Regions from separate parts of the Mus musculus genome. Here region 1 is linked to region 2. The links are chromatin contacts, called in public promoter capture Hi-C maps. All regions are on one chromosome and are shown on one strand. The core of a region is the stretch at or near the end of the contact, and the rest is flanking DNA. Distances in the headings are between cores, read along the strand shown. Region 1 holds the start of Rab11fip4os1 (RAB11 family interacting protein 4 (class II), opposite strand 1). Region 2 holds the start of Lyrm9 (LYR motif containing 9).

What was found. Promoter capture Hi-C pulls out the DNA fragments that hold promoters and counts their contacts.
Region 1: a promoter capture Hi-C map of pre-B cells shows a contact between it and region 2, with 9 times the contacts expected there. The contact joins the promoter of Rab11fip4os1 here to the promoter of Lyrm9 in region 2. A contact is called at or near these places in 3 of 39 promoter capture datasets (the C10 cell line, cranial neural crest and pre-B cells), 1 of 115 datasets of contacts at active chromatin or transcription factors (pancreatic cancer cells) and 1 of 9 other capture datasets (adipose tissue).

The regions. Positions count from the first base shown.
Region 1 is chr11:79,620,962-79,627,670 of GRCm38.p6, reverse strand. Rab11fip4os1 (RAB11 family interacting protein 4 (class II), opposite strand 1) reads left to right here and starts at 4,508. Exons shown (of 3, transcript NR_003283.1): 1 at 4,508-4,771. The region is part of intron 3 of Rab11fip4 (RAB11 family interacting protein 4 (class II)); the gene reads right to left.
Region 2 is chr11:78,823,425-78,829,751 of GRCm38.p6, reverse strand. Lyrm9 (LYR motif containing 9) reads right to left here and starts at 3,157. Exons shown (of 4, transcript NM_001076681.2): 1 at 3,116-3,157. It also overlaps the pseudogene Gm23219.

The DNA.
Region 1 (6,709 bases), core at 3,259-5,758, 800 kb before region 2:
ATCCAATTTTCTCAGCGTCATAAAACAGAGTCACTTCTCTTTCCACCTTTGTCAAAGGCGAGGTTGGCTGCCAATATGTGGACTTATTTCTGGGCTCTCTGTTCTGCTCTATTGCGCTGGCTGCCCATTCTCATGACAGGGCCACGCCTCTTTGCTTACTGTAGCTTTGCAGAGTATTTGGCTACTGTCAGGGGACAGACTAAGGCACAAGCATGATTACTGCATGGCATTTGTTACTTCTCAAGATTATAGCAAAGTATATGTGTCAACACTACAGAATAACAAGCGGTAATGAGTTGTTCTTGGTGGAACAAGGGAGGGAGAAAGCCGGGAGGAGGAGACTGCAGGATATCAAGGTTTGGGGACGGGGAGTAAACAGTACTTGTATATTATACAGTTTTGGTATAGTTGGTAAAATATAATTAGTACAGTCTTCTTGGCTTCTTATATTAAAAACAAAAAATGCAAAACTATTAAAAATCTACTTTGAAAAATTTTATTTTATATGTTTTGCCTATATGTTTACATGTGCACCACATGCGTGCAGTGGCCACAGAGGTAGGAAGAGGACACTGGATTGTCCGGGACTGAGGTTAGAGATAGTTGTGAGCTGTCATGTGGGTGCTGGAAACCAAATCTGGATCCTCTGGAAGTGCCACCAGTGCTCTAACCACTGAACCATCTCTCTAGCTCGAAAGATGTATATTAAGCTGGATTGGTGGCTCGTGTCTATAATACCAGGATTGGGAGATTGAGGCAGAAGGGTGACTGTTATTTCAAGGCCAGCCTGGGCTACATAGTGAGTGCTAGGACAGCCTGGGCTTCACACTGAGTTCAAAAACTGGTAGAAGCAGAGTGAGACCCTGTCTCCAAGCAATAATAGCAACAAGATATCTAGTCTTCTAGATGCTTAGAGAAACCCCGAGGACACAGGTGCTGCCTGCTGTGAAGGAGAGGAGCTCAAAGGGGCTCTGCCACTGTCATCACTGCCTCCCACAGTACAATGGAACCTTCTGGAGAGTAAGACTGAGCAGTGATGGCTCCCAGGCCTCCAGGAGGCCCAGCGCAGATCCTTCTCTAGGGTGGAGCAAAGGGGACCCAGAGAAAGAAATGCCAGACAGCCTGTGACAATCAGTGGGCAGAACAGATGGCCCAGAAGAAAGACAAACATCACAAAGGCCCAGAACCGAGACAGAACACGGCTTTCCCATAATGTAAGTAGATGGGAGGGGGAGAGATCGGTCATCGGTGGGGAGTGCTTGCTGTTCAAGCATGAGGTCTGGGTTCAGCTCTTAGATGCTAACACCCATGGAACAGACTGGACACAATCCCAGCCACACCGGTGACCCCAGGTTCAGCGAGCGACCCTGCCTCAAAGGGATAACAGGGAGATAGAGGCAGCACTGCATGTCCTCTTTTGGCCTCTACTATACACATGCATGTTGACACAATAAAATTAAACAAACTAGGAGAGATTTGACGTCACAAGTTTTAGGGTGTGAGACATGCTACAGTGAGAAGCAGGTGGGACCCCAGGTTCTACTTCACCTCCTGGGGGGAGGGACACTTGCTGTGGCTGTGGTGGGGGTTCCGGAGAGAGAACAGTGGGGAACTAGGAGGCTGGGGAGACAGCAGCTGTGACAAAGAGAATTATGAAGAGCACAGGAGGGGAGGCTGCAGCGTATAAGGGTACCACGGGTGACTCTTTGACCTGGGCATCTTTAGATGGATGGTAACATTAGATTCTTACACTGGCAGCCACACAGCAGGAGCAGGTGACCTGCTGCCTTCTGGTTTGATGGGTTCCCTATTAATCTTCCCACATAGGTGGATGACCAGGTACCCAGATTCTCATAGTTAGGCTTTGCCTCACTGCTTGACATGGGTGGCCACAGCCCCTAGCCAGCATGCCCTTGCTTTGATGCCCATGGGCCCATTCCTCCACAGCTCTCATTACCATAGGGACTGGGGGGCCACACAAAAGGGAAGCCAGTAGGCAGCCCTTGGAGCAGACTGGGGAGTGGTATTTGGGGGTGGTGGTGGTGGAAGCTTGTCCTGGAGACACCATCCCTGGATATCTTCTGGCATCCTCTCACCAGACCAACATTTCCTGAACTGAGAAATATGGTCAACAGCACATGTAGCAACACACAGTGACACTTTCCCCAACAGGTGTGCCAGGCTCTGGGGACAAGGGTATGCCCCACAGTCAGCATCTAGTGCTGCACAGGAATGGTTAAATAAACATCCAGAGTGGACTTGCCCAGGCCTGTGGTGCCCAGCACCGGCCTCCATGGGACCTGGAAGAGGAACAGATGCAGAAGCCTATGTATCCTACAGCCAACAGGAAAGCACTTTATAGTCTCAAGGTGACTCCCAACAAGCCACAAGCTGCAAGTGACATCCACACCCTGAAGGGTTCACGTCCCTCCACTGAGGGCGCTCAGCTGCAGTCCTGACATCCAGCTGTGTGCCATTCTCTACCTCCTCAATCCCAGGCTCAGATCTGTACTCCCTGGAGACACACTGCAACCCCCCCCCCCCCCACAAGAACCAGAATCTGGCTGGCTTCTTGGTCCCACACTGACCTCTAGGGGACAGCTGGAGCACAGCAAGGTGCTGGGTGCCTGGTCCACAGCATTAGGATCTGCCTCTAGCTGGCTTCCTCGGAATTCTGACTTTGATGAGCTATGGGTTTGCTCCATCTCTTCCAGGAGCTGGGATTCCGGTGAGTTCTAAGGATTCACTCTGCCTGGATGGCTCAGGGACACTCAGGAGCCCACAGGCAGGAATTGGCCCATGTCCACCAAGCTATCTGACTAAGCCAAACCAAGTCACCTGCCATGCCTAGGAATACACAGCCTCAGTGGGTGCTCTGGCCAGAGCTGTGTGGAGGATGGGAAGAGGTTTGTCTTCCTGGAAGAGGCATAACACTCACAGTCACATTCTACAGTCCTACAGGGGAGACGGGAAGAGCCAGGTTGTTGAGATTGCTGGCTCCGTCTTTCTGCCTCTCTGGGACCTCTGGATTTTGGGAAAACAATACAACAAGACCATTGCTTATAAAGAATTCCCTCTTGAGGGTCAGGTCCTCCGAGCCTACTTCCCCTCTTTGCTAAATGCACCATCTTTTCTGGCTGTGGTTGAGACAGTACGGATGCCACGGAAGCTGCTGGAGCCCATGGAACATGTCCCTGCTCCTGGGTACCCCTGGGGTTCTTGGCCTCAGTGCATCTCTGTTCTCCAACTTCTCACTGCAAGCTTCGTTTTGACATGTCTTTGAAACATTGGACCTCAAGGGTGAAGGGGATGCAGAGACTCGGATGATTGTGGATCCCTGATTTGTCCTTGCATTAAATCAGACCTAGCCTGGCTGGGCAAGTCCTGCTTTTTGGCCAAGAAAACTGAGGTTCTGAGATGTTGAGGGGAACTTGCTGAAGTTGTATGGGTAGTCAGTGGCCTTAGTGAGGTGCGGATCCCATTTTTAAATGACGGTACCGCCTACTCATTCTGCACCCTCCACAAAGGCTGGGCCCAAAAAGAGTCCAGGGCCACTTAGTGTCAGCCCCACATTGGGGGTTCTCTGTCCCAGGTCTGGTTCCATTGGTCCTGAATGCATTCATGGACCGGACACAGTAAAACAGTTCTGGAGCCCTCAGCGCTGGCCTTACACACACTTGGAGCCTGGTTATCCAGGTCTACCCCTAACGGTTCTCAAGCTGAGCACAGTCTGGAACCAGACTTGTACCCTGGCCCCACAGCGGCTGGACGTTTAGTCTCTGTCATCTTCAAATTGTTAGACAAAATTTACAGGTTCCCTTTGTGAGGAGCAGGCATCTGCACTAAGCAGACTGGACAGAAAGAGCCTTGCTCATGACAGTGTCTCGTGCCACTAAGACGGAAACTAAACTGCTATGTGGAAATCAGGAGGGTCTTAGCTGGTACGGTAAGGGAGTCTCCTGCTACCTTAACCCTTTCAAAATAGCAGTTTGATGCTGGCCAATCAGCTTTTTGTTCCTGTTATTCAGTTTCTTTATTCCTGTGATAGCAACACTATGTTTTAAGTTTAAATTACTGTGCTTAAGAGAAATATAAAGCAGAAATGCTTCACCAGGGGGTAGTGCATGCCTTTAATCAGGAGGCAGAGGCAGGGGGATCTCTCTCAGTTTGAGGGCGTTCTGGTCTACAGAGGGAGTTCCAGAACAGTCAGGGCTACACAGAGAAACCCTGTCTCTAAAAAACAAAACAAAACAAAACAAAACAAAACAAAACAAAAGCCTGTAACCTGTAAGGTCCACTTGCTCAAGGACAGATAACTTCCTGAAATGCTGTAGTTTATGTACGATAACAAACCACACATTTTCACTTCTGTAAACAAGCTTGGTTGCCCCAACTGCACAGGATATGCACTTGATCATGGGTAGGCGGAGGAGGTACATAGGCAGGAAGTACGTCAGGATATATGCCTGCCCCTGGTTGGACAAAGGCAGGAAGTTTGTAGCCTCGTGAGTTTTGCCTTTATAAACTCCTGACTAATGGAATTCGGGGGCCATTCTCTGAGCTTGAGTCTCAGGAATGGTCTTGGCCAGTATATTTTTTTAATTAATTTATTTATAATATATACAGCATTCTGCCTACATGTATGCCTGCAAGCCAGAAGACTTCAATATAGATAGTTATGAGCCACCATGTGGTTGCTGGGAATTGAAATCAGGACGTCTGGAGAAATAGCCAATGCTCTTAACCTCTGAGTCATCTCTCCAGCTCCCCGGTCAGTATTTAATAAACCCTGTTGTATTAGAATTAAGTCATCGTCAGATGGTGAATCTCTGAATGACCAGATCCGTTACTGTTCCCACCTTACAAAACCCACTGTCCTGTTCCTGCCCTAGATCTTGTGTTAGTCCTGTTGTCAATGAAGGACTCGAGGAAGAGAGGGAGGGAGGGAGGGAGGGAGGGAGGGAGGGAGGACGAACTTATCTTGGCTCATGGTTTCAGAGTCTCACTGGGATCCATTGCTTGGAGACTGAGGTAAGACAGAGTAACACGGCAGTAGGAATGTGTGGTAGAAGCGTCATACCTCATGGTGGGGAAGGGCAGGGTGGTGGTGGTGGTGGTGGTGAACCTGATCTACCGACTTTTCCCTTTCTTGTCCTTTCATTCCGTCTGACAGGATGGCGGGGCCTGTATATTCAGGGCACATCTCCTTTTAGTTAACCCTCTCTGAAAACACCCTCCCCAACCCACCCTGAATGGCCTTTCCTAATCTTCTAAGTCAGTGTTTCTTACCTGTGGGTTCTGACCCTTTTGGGGACACATATCAGATCCTGTATATCAGGCATTTACATGACAATTCATAACAGTAACACAATTACAGCTATAAAGTAGCAATAAAATGACCTCATGGATGTGAGTGTCACCACAACATGAGGAAAGGGTCCTAGTACTAGGAAGGTTGAGAACCATTGTTGCAAGTATGTCTCAATCTGATCAGGCTCAATTATGAGAACCTAGGTAAATAATCTAACACCAGGATATACTCAGCCCGCATAACTGCAATCTTCAACTGAATTGATACACTTCTGTCTCTTGATAGTGCCTTAGCTTTCTCCGACACGGTCTGTTTGGCCACCCTCAGCATTACCAGACACCTCATATAGCTTCCTCCCTGCCGAAGCCCAGTTGGACACCACCACGCAGAATACTATGGCTCTAGCCTTCTTCCATTTCTCAGGGAGGTGGCCTCAGGATGAGGGACTACCCAGAGCCAGAGGGGTTTTGGAGCTGACTTGGGTGAGAAACCAAAAGAGTCCTCATCCAGCCGGAAGGTTCCCTGGAGACTGTGGATAGTGCAACTTAAACTGTCTCTGTGGTACACAGCTGTGCTTGCAAACAGTCCAATGCATTATAAACAGATCATTTGGCGATAACAGCAGAATAAATTAAAACACACACACACACACACACACACACACACACACACACACACACACACACTCTGTGCATTTATGTGGAAGCTAATGTGTATAGAAGCCAGGAAACTAGAGAGGGACAAGAGAGGCCTTAAGGGAAATGGGCAGAGGCAATAACGGAACACGTGTAACTAGGAACCTTTCTGTGAGTATGAGGAGCAGAGGGAGTGGGGAGACTAGAGGTCAACTAAAGCCAAGGATATATGCAAATACAAAATGAAGGTGGTCTCTATGATGGCTGCTCTTGGTTGTCAGCCCGACACACCTGGGAAGAATGGACATCCTCGGCTGAAGATTTGCCTCCATCAGATTGAGCTGTGGGCACGACTGTGAGACAGCTTATTATTTATTGATGGTGGAGGGTCCAGTCCAGGGCAGCTGTCCCCAAGCTAGCTCAACAGAAGCAGAGAGCACACCAGCAAGCAGGGTACCTCCATGGCCTTGGCTTCACTTCCTGCCTCCAGATCCCTGCCTTGAACGACTGCTGGTACTGGGTTGTGGTCTCCCTAACTTGGTTCTGGTCATGGCATTTACCACATCAGCAGGATGCAAAGAGGCACAGAGCTCTGGAGGCCTTGTTATTTCCCTAAAGGAGTGGCTTTTCTGCCTAACCACTGCCTGGTACCCACACCCGAGTTTATGTCACTGAGATGACTTAGGGTGTTTCTAGGTGCCCCATGATGGTGCTGGTCACAGAAATATCACACTTGGGACTCTCAGCCCCTCTAACTCCCCAC
Region 2 (6,327 bases), core at 1,908-4,407:
TTCTCATCCTCCCTACTCTCCCTCATCCCTGAGCTTCCTCCCCCGACTCTCAAGCACACCAAGAGTGTGAGAGACAGCAGACTGATTGTGCTCGGACCAGTGCCATGAACAATGACCCTGTCAACTCCTGTGACCTGAGAATTCAAGGAATGCAGCTCAGACTGCATTCTCTGTTCAGACCCTGCTGACCCTGGCATCCACTTCAAAGTACCTTTCTGCATGGACTATTATTAAGTCCGTGTCCCCATCTCGTACTGTCTAATAAGAGCCCCAGCCGGCCGCACAATCTCTGGGATGCCTGAGTGTTATTCAAGTCATCTCTATGTAATGAAAGCCCAGAGACAATCACACCCCAGGACAGAGAGAACTGTCCTCAGCATAGCTCATCCACGAAACATCTCCCCTGGCATCTGAGTGTACAGGACCACTAAGAAGACCAACACCTTGTTTATCCAGAATCTTCTGCAAAGCTGATGTCATTCATATCTGATCAACCTTTCACAATGAGGCTAATTAGTTCATTATGACAGCTTTAAACACAATACTGGAGAAGGTATCGTTAGCCCCATTTTATAGATAAGGAAACCAAGGCTCAGAGAAGCTGTGATTTGTCAGTGGCCACATAGCTGTGCACAGTCAGGCAGGGAACTAACCATAGGCCTATTTGATTCTGAAGCTCACAATCTTACTTGCATCCCTGACATCTGCTAAATGGGTATACCTAAGAATGCTAAGGCTGGGACAGGGAAGTAAGCCAGTGTTAAGAGCACCTCCAGAGCACGTGTGAGTCCCTGAATTAAATCCCCAGAACTAAAACAAAATGCACAAGTAGGGATTCCATCCACAAAGAACTCTCCTGGGCCTGTGCAAGACCAGATTCAGTCATGATATGCTTACTAAACTAGACTATTCATTCACAACTTAGCCACAAGTCTCTGCTCCTTTCAGAAATACAAGGGCACTGTAGCACCCTCTCAAATACAGATGGAAAAGAAAATCAGGCTAATGTCAATTACACACACACACAAAGGAATGCTTTAAAAAACAAAATCTTAGAGAGATAGGATGCCTTAGACTCCAGCCTTACAATCTGAGTTCAAACTCTTGGATCCCACAAGGTGGCAGGAGAGAACCAATTCCCAAAAGCTGTCCTCTGACCTCCACTTGTGACCACACACACACTCATTACACTCACATACAGAACTGAATGGGTCTAGTGGCATATCCCCGTAATAGCACTCAGGAGGTAGAAGCAGGAAGCCTGGGTTCAAGGTCCAGTCTAGGCTACATAATAAGCTCGAGGTCAGCCTGGGCTATCCAAGATCCTGCCTGTCTCAAAACTTAAACAAGGGGCTGGAGAGATGGCTCAGCAGTTAAGAGCGCTGACTGATCTTCCAGAGGTCCTGAGTTCAAATCCCAGCAACCACATGGTGGCTCACAACCATCTGTCCCAAGACTGGATGCCCTCTTCTGGTGTGTCTGAAGACAACTACAGTGTACTTACACATAATAAATAAATCTTTAAAAAAAAAACTGAAACAAAACCAGTTTATAAAGCTTAAAGAACATGACCTATTGGTGGGGGCGGGGGGCATAAAGGGAACTTCCTGGGTGCCAGGTGACAATGCTGGCACAGGTGCTAAGAAGAAAAGACCCAATCACAGGTAAGCTCACTGTCGTTATCACTAACCTGTGTCCTAACACGGGTCACCTAAAAATAATTGGAAAAAGAGTCATACATTTAAAAAGATAATGGAACTGCAGAAAATAACCCGAAATTATGCCCAATTGAGTACTGATAAAAGCTAAATTAAGCCTGCACCAGCCATTTTTTTTAAATACGCAATTAATCTTCATGATGGAGAAAGTTGAAAATAGGAATGGTTAGCTCCCTGCCCCCGCCCACCCTAGGGCTCCATCTGGCATATTTATGTTCTTCCAGCAATCCTGCCTCCCCTCGTCCCTCTCCCACACAGCCAAGGTCAGGCCAGCCTCCCTACATTCCCACCGGCACACCCTTCAGAACCAGTTTTTGGTCCATCCCTGTGGGAGGTGGGGATGCTGGAAATGAATCCTGGGGCTTGACGATGCCTGGCAACCTTTTTACCACGGAGCTGTTCCTAGCTCCTAGTTAGCAGCTAAGCTAATCAGTCTCTTTCTTCCTGGCCAAATCCCACGTGCCACCCAAGGATATACACTTTATCCTTCCCTTTCTTTGGCCCACCCCCACCCCCACCCCCACCTTATACCCAGAAGACAGGTATGTAAGAGTAAGGACTTCAAATGAGTCCCAAGGGCCATCACTGGGCACATGGGGAGATAAAATCTGATCCAGGCAAACATTGGAAAATTATTCTGTAATAAAGCGAATGAAGCACTTACATATGCTACCACGTGCGTGCTTTGAATGAGGCATAAAAGACGCAGGAAACCAATAACCGGGGCTGCATATGATTGATTCCATTTCTGTGAAATGTTCAGAACTAACAAAATCTATGGAAATCAGCTAAGTGGTTGCCTAGCGCAAAGAGAAAGGACGAGACTGGAGAGGGGTTTTGCCAGCAAATGTAGATGGTTTTCTTTCAAGGTAAATGTTCTAAAATCAACAGTGGCCATAGATGCACATCTGCGCACATTCTAAATGTTATTAAACGTGTGCACTTTAGCACTGGCCGGGAATCACAGTACTACTGGGAAGTTGGGGCAGGGGGATTACGAGTTCAAGGCCAGATAGGGTTACATATTGCAAAGACCAAAATTATTCCAGATACTCCTGGTAACAGGGTGTTCCTGCAGACCGAGTGAGAGTAGCACGTCTCCTCTTTGAAAACCATAGAACGGAGGCTGCTCCAGCCGAGTGCAGATGCCAGCAGCACATGGCAGAGACCTGGCTCCCCGTGTCCTCCGACACCGCATCCCGGCCTCCCACGCTCCTCCGCGGCGCGGCAACTATGGCTGCGACAGGTGTCGCTGGCACTAGGGGAAAGCCTGGAGAGCCCGCAGATCGCCCCCAGGGCTTCCACATATCCCGGCCCTGCAGGCAGCCTCGGTAATCCCCAGCCCGCCCCTGCCGCCCCCCGAGTCCCCGCCCAAGGGCCCGCGCAGCGCGGCTCACCCGCCTTCCCGGCGGACGCCAACTGGAGACACCGCGAGCGACACGATTGCGCCTGCGCGGCAGAAGCAAGCGCAGCCCCGCCCCCGCCTGGTACCCTAGCGCCCTCTGCCGGCCATCCGCGGGACTCGGGGTCCTACTGGGTGCGGGCTTCCTGATCCGACCCCGCCCAGTTGGCTGGAACCACGGCCCGCTTTTCCTTGTCTCCCTTACAACCTTGGATACAAACTCTGATGGCAAGCTCTTCTTCATATTCCCACGAATGGAGAATATTAGGGGTGCTCAAGATCTGTGAAACGTCTTCTTGAAGGACGTGTCCTTCCTGTTGTTATGTTGATGACAGGAATTATGTTTGGAAGGGAGTCTTCATTTCGAGTCACTTGATCAAATTACAGTCCCACAACACCTGTCAGAAGAATACATATGACAGTAATAGGCACGCTTCCTTTCAACTCTGCTATAATTATAATCGAGGGAGAGAATGAAGAATCTTAACTTGCAGCTACTGCCGGGATCATTTTTTGAAAATGAAATAATGCTGTTTCATTAAACGGGTTCTCCCCACTCGCGCATGTTTAAAGTCAGAATGCTTCTCTGAATTGATTTAAACACAAGTTTTATATCCTGAAAGAAATAAAGACAGGTCTTTTTCATGAGACAAACGCCCTGTTCAATGAGGCTTCTAGCTTCTCTGGGCCGCTGTCTGAAAGGCAGCAAGGGCGCCGGTGGATAACATTGCTTCTCTTCATCTTTCCTCTTCGGGGCTTTAAAAAAAATCTACCTATAATGAAAAGCCCGATTTCCTTACACACGCTCCTCATGTAGCTGCTTTAACAAGACAATTGCTTATAATGCCTTTTTTCTTCATTTTTTAAAAGTAAACATCGCTGTTTAGCAGCACTCGGAAGTCTATTTTTCTTCCTCTTAGGAAGCAGGGGCTATTTCTTAACAGAACTACTTCCTTTCTCTGATTCATCTTCAACTCTCTAGAATGCCACCGTCTCCCTCCCGCACCCCCCCCACACACAAAGCACCCCCTTCCTCCTCTTCAGCTAACACTCTACCCCGTCTTCAAATCTGTGTGGGAGGATTCTTCCCCTGGAATACCCAGATAATTTCCTTCATTTATTTTCAAACTGTAGACTTGGACCAACTGTATCTGAAAGATCCGAATGCACCCTCATAAATCAGCCTTTTTATTTACCCATGCATAATCACGGCATGTCATTAGTGCAGATCCAATCAATAAATCATTACGCTTTTAGAGCCCTTACTAGGAGCAACCTGCTGGGACACCAATCCACTCTCTCGTACAACATTAAGATCCTTTCATATTTTTAAGAAATTTCAATCTGTTCTCTCAGTCCCCCTCTTTTGTTCCTAGATCTCCGTGTTCCTGCTTCAGAAGCCTCATTCTAATACCTAGGTCATAAAATATTCAAGAAGCAAGCTGTTAGCTCTACCTCCGAAAGGCTCCACCTTCCTGCCTCTTGTGTTACTTCTGTCTTTACAGAGACACAACATTTATCTTTCTCGAAAACTCTTTGTCGACAGCTAGGCAGCACAAAAGAGAAAGAACAGAAAAGAAATTTTTTTATTTTTTAGCTTGAGGGAGAGATGTGGATAGCAGCTCCCTTTCTTTTACCGAGTCACAGTGAGAACTTGGATTTAAGAATAATCCAAGCCAGGCAAGGAGGTGCACACCTTTAATCCAAACACTCCAGAGGCAGAGGCAGGTGGAGCTCTGTGAGTTCGAGGCCAGGCTGCTCTACAAATCGAGTTCCAGGACACCCAGGGCTGTTACACAGAGAAACAGGGCTGTTTTGTCTTGTAAAAGCAAAAAAAAAAAAAAAAAAAAAAACACAAATAAAACAAAACAAAACAAAAGAAAGAAGAAAGGAAGGAAGAAAATAAAAAACAAAAAAAGAATAAGGAAATAGTGATTCTTTTTAACTTGACAGAAACTTTAAATTTCTTTTCATTTCAGTAGTAAAACTAAAGAATTCTTACCAGTCCAAGCATTCACTGAAATAGCACCAAGTCTGTAACCTAATGGAAACCCACCCATTCTCATCTTGTCATTTTCTTCCACACTGAGATTGGCAGCTGGGCGCCCTGGTGTCAGGCTGCATGATATTTACAGGTCAGTGGAATTTCTTTTTTTTATTAAATATGGAACACTTCACGAATTTGCGTGTCATCCTTGCACAGGGGCTGTGATAATCTTAGTATATGTGCTGCTGAAGCGAGCACAGGTCAGTGGAATTTTAAAGACCTTTTGCTTAAGAAATTTATCACTCAAGGGTTGGCCGTGCAGGAGATCCCTCCTCCCTGGGGAATTTATCGGCTCCCCCTCAGAACCAAATGGCCATGTTCTGAACTCGTGTCATGAAGCCTGACCTGTAATGACGTGTAGTGGCAGCTTTGGAACTGCTCTGTAGAGAAAGAGGCAAGACATTCTGATGCTTTTCAGTTTACCTCAACCTCCAGATTTTAAAAATTACATGTATTTGCTTATTGTTATGTGTATGTGCTGTGGTGTGTGTGTGTGTGCGTGTGTGTGTGTGTAGGTCCAGGAAAATGAACTCAGGCTGGCAGGCTTGACCGGGAGTGCCTGTTCCACCCACTGAGCCAGCTCCCTAGCCCCATTTCCACATTTCAAAGAGAAACGATGCATTTGCATGCTTTGATTATTTCGGGTTATTGTCTCAAATGTTGACCATGTAAATAATTCAAATTAATTCATAAATATACAATGGCTGTAATGAGTATGATAAAATACTTTGAAGAATATACTTAGGCCCTTGGACCTGCCCTGGCTCTCAGGCCTCCCCGGCTCCCATTTCTCTGGGCATACAGGATGCGTTCTACCTTGATGTTCCCTCCTATTCAAAATATGCAAAGTTGCTATTTACCAGTTTGCAATTTGCATGACTCAAATTCTGCCAGAACACAGGGAGAGGGGCACAAAGTGACAGGTGGATGTGCCAAAAGAGATCACCAAGGCAAAAATGGGGGGAAAAAAATCCCGCATACAGATCTTTGCCACCCTGGGGTGTTGCAAAACATAGCCCTTGCTGACTACTAGAGAGGGTTGTTAGTAAGACAGTGAAAATATCGGGTGTAAAAGGTTATGTGAGATCTCAGGCATCTAGTGTCTTTTCTTCTGTAATTGCTGGGTGGGAGAAGGGGATGAACAGGGACTCGAGGTTTTT